2 separate regions of the Mus musculus genome follow, and region 1 is linked to region 2. Evidence: chromatin contacts called from public promoter capture Hi-C data. All regions are on one chromosome and are shown on one strand. The core of a region is the stretch at or near the end of the contact, and the rest is flanking DNA. Distances in the headings are between cores, read along the strand shown.

Evidence for each region. Promoter capture Hi-C pulls out the DNA fragments that hold promoters and counts their contacts.
Region 1: a contact with region 2 is called in a promoter capture Hi-C map of liver, with 2.2 times the contacts expected there. The contact joins the promoter of Zfp422 here to the enhancer-like site in region 2. A contact is called at or near these places in 2 of 39 promoter capture datasets (hippocampal neurons and liver), 2 of 115 datasets of contacts at active chromatin or transcription factors (embryonic stem cells and pancreatic cancer cells) and 2 of 9 other capture datasets (adipose tissue and liver).

Annotation. Positions count from the first base shown.
Region 1 is chr6:116,627,054-116,630,695 of GRCm38.p6, forward strand. It overlaps Zfp422 (zinc finger protein 422), which reads right to left and starts at 1,946. Exons shown (of 2, transcript NM_026057.3): 1 at 1,878-1,946; 2 at 1-80.
Region 2 is chr6:116,228,053-116,231,485 of GRCm38.p6, forward strand. It overlaps Washc2 (WASH complex subunit 2`), which reads left to right. Exons shown (of 31, transcript NM_026585.3): 16 at 1,171-1,298. Among named protein-coding and RNA genes, the nearest start is that of Gm52873, 9.0 kb to the right of the region's middle. Within about 2 kb of position 1,374, at least 130 of the 459 cell types and tissues checked have an H3K27ac peak or open chromatin away from gene starts, as enhancers often do. A contact at or near this core is called in adipose tissue and liver, where this site is marked.

The DNA.
Region 1 (3,642 bases), core at 696-3,195, 400 kb after region 2:
GTCGGCAAGAGATCCTACTGTCTTCTGAACTTCTGAACTAAGGTCTCATATCCTAGAGTGACGCAACTCGGAATTCCCTTCTGTAGAAGAAAAAGAAAAATACAGATATTTATTAGTTCAGCACTAGCACCTCTTCAATCTATCAAAACTGCATCCATGTGTAGCCAAAGCACACCTAGTACAAGTGCAATGACGCACTTTTAAGAGACAGGTGCTCGTTAGGTGATTCTAATGCCAGAGGTTAAGCTTAATCAGCATCATCATCATTTTGCAACGTTTCTGATTTTGGACAGGCAAAAGAGAAGACGAAGAAAAACATAAACCTGTTAGGGAGGAGCCACAGAGAGTATTTTGAAGGACTAAAAAGCAAAAGCAAGATAAAGTCTCAGAGAAGATACAAAAATAACTGCAAAAGATGATCAATATCTCTGCTAAACAGCATCTCAGGTCAATACTGGCTGTGCTAAATTTCTCATTTAATAGCTGCTACGTAAGATATCCAATTCAAAAGAAATGACAGATTATACTACACCTCCATAGATTCCTATCTATTCTTATTTGCTTGGTTATTTCTATAGATGATAACTTAGCAAGCGGAGTTGAAAATAGAAGCTAATCGGTAAAGAGAATTTCAAGTTTCCCAAGAGTCTTATTCAGAAAATACTAGGTGAGAAAAATCTGGAAAAAAAAAAAAAAAACCAAAACACTTTATTCTTCCTTTCCTAGACTATAGCACGCCAAGAAGGAGAGCACAACCAAAAGCTCTAAAATAAGTTTATTGCATTACATTTAAGGTTGTCTGGAAGCTGTCAAAACAACCCCTTCCACACACACACACTCCAAATAGGCGAGAGTGTGGGAGGTGTTCAGGCCTGCAAAGCCAGTCACTGGACTTCCAGTGTCTTAGGTTAGTTGGAAAACCTACTTGCAACTCAGTTATTTTTCTGAGTTTCCTTGCACACAAGCATTTAAAGTAAGTAAATAAAAACACAAATGACATCTTTTCCTGCCTTTTTTTTCCTTCGTCTTGATTTTGCTGTATAATAATCCTCCAAACGTAAGAGTGCCCAGGGGCTTTTCCTGGGTGTTTAATAATTTTATCTGCTACAATTGCAGCAACAGAAAGAGCAAACTGCACATAACACAGATCTACAGCAATCACTGCCCATAACCGTCTCGGTTATGTACAGACCACGTAAACAGGAGACACTGTGTGGGGTACCTGGTACTCAATAAATAGCTATAATGGTAAGCATACACTTTTAAACACATCTCTTTAAATACCGGGGAACTCACAACTGGTTGCAAACTGATCGATTATGGAATCTACCTATGGATGAAGTAATCATACTTACAGGTAGCCTATGTGTGCTCCTATTTTTAAAATAAAGCTGATTTAAAACCTCCTTTCGTGGGTTCGTAAACACAGGCCCGAAGCTCCTTTAGCTCCTTTACCCATCCCAACCCCGGAGCCGCCTCCGGGCCTGATTTCTCACTGTCCGACCTGGGGAGTCCATCGCCCCCTCGTCTAACGCCCGCCAAGTCCGGTTGTCTGATCGAGGTCCCCAGTAGGGGAGAGGCTGGGTAAAGCTGGGTGATGGAGCTCCAGTACTGGGGACCCGTCTAGCCGGCGTGCACCTGCTCCCTCACCCATTTACGGCAGCAACAAAGAGTCCGCCGCTTCCCTCCAAGTCGCTCACAATGGCCCGGTGCAGCCTACCCACCCGTACAATGGAGTCTTTCTCCTCCGCGGCGAGCGGAGGCGCCCAGGCCGAAGCCGACCCCAGCCCGAGGCCACCCGCCGGGCTCCGTGCAGCGCCGCAGCCCGACCCGACCCAACACCGGCCCAGGCAGACCCGCAGGCCCCGCGTACTCACCGCGCAGGCCGCCACGGTGCCCGCCTCGCGCCTCGCCCGCCGGAAGTGCGGGCTGCTAGCCGCGGAGCTGCCGGCCGCTCTAGGAAGAGGCGGAGAGACCCTCTATGGTCCCCGGCCCACCCCACCATATCCTGCGGATTCTTCCGGTGGTCCTTTTGTGTTCCTCTCTTACCACTCAGAAGGCAGAGCCAAGGACCTTAAGGCCTGTTACCCGCTCTCTTTCTATTCTGGTCGACCTACACAGAAACTGGCCTTTGTTAGATTCTGCTCACCACCCCCAAACCAGCCCGTTCCAACTTGTAAATTGCATTCTTAGTACTGAGTATCTAGTCTAGAGAAATAACTTCAGCCTAAGGTGTTACTTATGTTTTTCACGGGTCGCCTTATATCACCAAAAGGCCCGTGAAATTTCTGGAGGACACTGTCCGCACAGGCTGACTGATTGATTAAAACGGCGGTGGTGAAGAGAGGTTGGGATGTTGCAGGTCCAGAGCATAATTAGTATTCATCTTGGGATGCATCCATTCCTTGTCCACTTCTATGGAAGGATGTGCAACATCCTGACAGATAAAACACAAAATCCCATTCTCCAATCAAAAGGCCAAGAATACTATGTTAGATGACATCTATAGCTGAGATGTCTAAACAGAGCTCTAACCCACCTCTCTGATGTTTCTACAAATGAATTTAAAAGTATCTTGATTTATGGCTTTCTTTGTTCTGTTACTGTCAAACCTTCATGAATTTGGTTGCAGGTTGAAAGGCGGAGTTTGGGTAATCTAAATCTGTGTTCCCTGGGCCATCATCACTTGTGTTTGGCCTCTGAATAAAACTCATGACTTTGAGGAGAGAGCCGTGACTTTGCATCAGCCACTCCTATCAGAGGAAAATGAATGCGTTCAGTGTACTGGGCAGGAACCCCAGCTTGGAGAGGAATTCTGCTCCCGCTCACACTGTGAGTGAACAACTCGGTTTGGAAAGGCACACATGCTTCCTTCCCAGGGGAGTTCTAATGGCTTCAGATTCATCGCATTAAGGCAGACTCCCCTCACTGGCGACCTTGGCTGATCCTGGTGTCCATAAATGCAACTTCCTGCAGAGAAGCAGCACTCTTCTGCGCGGCTGGCCAGATAAGTGAGCTTCTGTGGTTATGGAGGGTTTGGGAGTGTCGTAGGTCCGGAGCCCAGTCATAACAGAGTTTGAGGTATCTCTAGCCATGGAAATAACCACTACTTTGCCCACTTTTGACCTGACATCCTGTGACTGACAGGTAAAAAATATTTTGGGATGTGCTAATTTAACAAAACTGATTTTCTACAACCAGAAGTCCAAGAGTCATCTGATAGCGGAAGCCTGCAGCTGAGGTTCCTCCATGCTGCTATAACCTCCCACTCCATGCTTCCACTAGTGTGTTCCAAAGTGTCTTGTTTTGCAACTTTCTTTATTCTATTACTATGAAACTTCATGAAACTGCTTCCATGTTGGGGCCTGGGATTTGAGGTAACCTAAATCTGTTTCTGGGCCACGGTCATTTATATTTGGTCCCAGCATAAACTCTCTTGACCCATTGACATGTGCAACTCTCCAGAGCTCCAGGCTCCTGGATCCGATTGCTTGGGATCCCGTTTGAATGCGCAGTGAGCATGGCACATCAAACGTTCTGTCCCTCGATAGTCTCCGCCCAGCAATTGACAACCGTGCCTTCACTCCAGCTGCTCAAGCCAAAATCCTCAATGTCACTCTTGTCATGGTCTCCCCTACTCTA
Region 2 (3,433 bases), core at 124-2,623:
TTAGTGGGTCTTTGTTCGATTTTGAAAAGAATGAGCTGCTGGAGGGATGGCTCAGATGTTCTGGGTACGTTCTACACGTCCTGGGAACGATGCCCGGACCTCCAGCTGTGCAAGGGCAAAGATAGGATCCTCCAGCTGTGCAAGGGCAGAGATAGGATCCTCCAGCTGTGCAAGGGCAGAGATAGGATCCTCCAGCTGTGCAAGGGCAGAGATAGGGTCCCCGGGCTTTGCTGGCTTTGAGGCAGGTAGAGAAAACACAAGCCCCAAGATCAGGGGAAGACCCTATCTCAAAGGACTAGGTAGAGAGAGAGTAGTAGGACACCGGACACCTTCTGACCTCTGTATACATGCACACACACCCACCCCAAAACCTGAGCAAACAATGCAACACATAAACAAACAAACAAACAAACAAACAGAAATCTCGTAAAAAAAAATGAGGCATTTACTTTTCTACCCTGGGATATTTGGGATATTTCCATTGTACATTAAATGGAAAACACAAATGGTAGGTCATTTTACTCAGATTATTCCAAATTTATAATCTTATGAATAGCTGATATAAACATAAGGTAAGATTTAGAAGTGTGTGTACCAAGCTCTTGTGTCTGTCTTGTCTAGGTGGGCAGGTGGAGATGAGGGAATGCCAGCATTTGGTTTCATCTATTTCTGTATAGTTTGGTCTTTAATGAAAACAGGAGTCACCCTTCACATCTCCGTCCTACAGTTAATGACTTTTTGGCTCCTTAAAGTGATCTTTACTCTTTATCCCCATCTTGGATATACTTAGCACAGGAGTCTTCTGTTTGGAGAAGGTTCATTCATATGGTTAGCGTCTTTTGATTTATTTGAACTGCTGTTGCAGAGTGCCAGGGCTGTGGATCTGGGGAGAGCAGCTCTGTGGCAGAGCACTTGACTGCATGTCGCCCTCTCTGGTCAGCCCCGAGAACTGCAGGGAAGCAGCAGGGAAAGGAAGCAGCCGAACTAAAGGCAGAGCAGGGCTCCACTCACTTTGTATTTCTCTGTAAATGAGCAAAAAATAAGACACCTTCCATATTTATCTGTGGAAGAGAAGAAGTGTGTGTCTGTGTGTCTGTGTGTCTGTGTGTGTGTGTGTGTGTGTGTATTTTGACCTTAGTGTAATTTTTATGCTGTGGTTTCTCTTTTAAGACAAAGTCAAGTCCACTGCCATTATCTTTGATGATGACGAAGGAGATCTGTTTAAAGAAAAAGCAGAAGCTTTGCCGGCAGCTTCTGTGAGCCAGACACATGAAAGCAAAACGCGGGCAGATAAAACGGTGAGTGGAGGTGGACTGAGGGACATTGGCCTGGGCAGCTTACAGTAGCCGTTTATCTGGGTCTCAGAGGCACGTAGAGTTCTCCTTCATGTTTGCTGTCCTAGTTTGCTTTCTGTTGCTGTGATAAACACTGGCCAAAGCAACGTAGGGGAGGGAAAGGTTTATTTTACAGGTTGCAGCCTGTCCTTGAGGGAAGCCAAGAGAAGACTTCAAGGAGGCGGCAGTGGAAGAACACGGCTGCTGACTTCAGTGTTTTGCTGGCTTGCTCAGCTGCCTTTCTTACACAGCCCGGGCCCACCTGCCCAGAGGTGGCAAAGTTAGCAACCGAGAAAACACCTGGTAGACATGCCCACTGGCCAATCGGATGGAAGAGTTCTTTAGTTGAGTTTCCCACTTCCCGAATATGCCAGGTTGACAATCAAGAGTAGCAACTACATTTATATTAAGAATTTTGAAAAAAAAAAAGAATTTTGAACATAAAATTGAAAAGCACAATGAAACTCTAAATAACTTCTAATCAGATCTGTGAGATTAGTGAGGATTTGCCAAATATATGTCTGAGCCTTCGTGCAAGCATGCTGTTTTCAGGATTATTTGGAAGTGATTTGTAGTTGTTATGTTTTACCACCCTACATGTTTTATTAGGCAGTTCTGGGAATGCTGTTTTATCCCCACATGCCAGAGGCTGGCAGTAACTCTATAGAAGAGTCTCATGGCAGTCTGCATCCATGAGGCTCCAGGTAGCCATAACATTTCTTTTATAAAATAATACTCAATATAATACTGATTTAAAATAATTTTATACATAGTTGGTATTCTGTCTTTTTCCCCCGTGAGACATCTTATTCTACAGATGTCCTATATAGGTTTTTCTTTCTTTAGTGTATGTGTATATGTGTATGTGTATATGTATCAATACCTATATGTATGTATATACTTACATATATATGAGGGAATTTATTAGGGGATTTATTTAGAAAGGGAATTTTCTTGAATGGTTTACAGGCTAGGCCAGCTAGTCCAACAATGGCTGTCTACTAGTGGAAGGTCCAAGAATCTAGTAGTTGTTCAGTCGGCCAGGCTGTATATCTCAGATGGTCTTCAATATACACTGGAATCCTAAAGAAGTAGGCTCCAGTGCTAGTGAAGGAATGGACTTGCTAGAGAGCAAGAGCAAGCGAAGAGAGCCAGCTTCCTTCCATGTCCTTTATTGAGGCTGCCAGCAGAAGGTGCAGACCAAGTTAAAAAGTGGATTTTCCTCTCTCAGAAGGTCTAGATTACAGATGCATCTTCCTTCTCCAAAAGATCCAGATTAAAAATAGGGCTTTCCATTTTAAAAGATTTAATTAGGAAAAAGTTCTTCACAGGTGTGCCCAGTTGGGTTTTAGTTCATTCCAGATGTAGTCAAGTTGACAGGAGTAGCCATTACACATGCCACAGTGTAACATCCTCATTTAACTCTGACAACTACCAAAGTGACAGCATTTAAAATCATCTTCATTCCTCAACCAGCTTGTCCTTTGTCTGTTTCTTAAGTGCCTGTGTGACACTATATGTTTCATGTACACAAGCTGTGCCCCATGTGTCAGTGTATGTTCCATAGACACAGATGTGCCCATGTGACAGTACATGTCCCATGTATACAGATGTATTCCATGTGACAGTGCATGCTCCATGTACACAGATGTATTCCATGTGACAGTGCATGCTCCATGTACACAGATGCATTCCATGTGACAGTGCATGCTCCATGTACACAGATGTATTCCATGTGACAGTGCATGTCCCATGTACACAGATGTATTCCATGTGACAGTGCATGCTCCATATACACAGATGTATTCCATGTGACAGTGCATGTCCCATGTACACAGATGTGCCCTGTGCTTTATCGTGTTTGCATCATCTCTTCTGGGAAATCTGAGAAACTTATTTTCCAGTGACACTGTTTCTTCCCTGTTCACTAATTTACACCAGTGTTTAATCCTTTGTCATGGTAATTCTGTACAAAGTCCTGGTGTAAACTTCATACAGATGAAGGGCCAGGGCATGTTTAGTCCCTTGGTGCTTGCCTGGTGCCTTCTCCTAGGAGAGGCTGGGGACATTTGCTCAGATGAGCTTGTTTCCATGTCTCT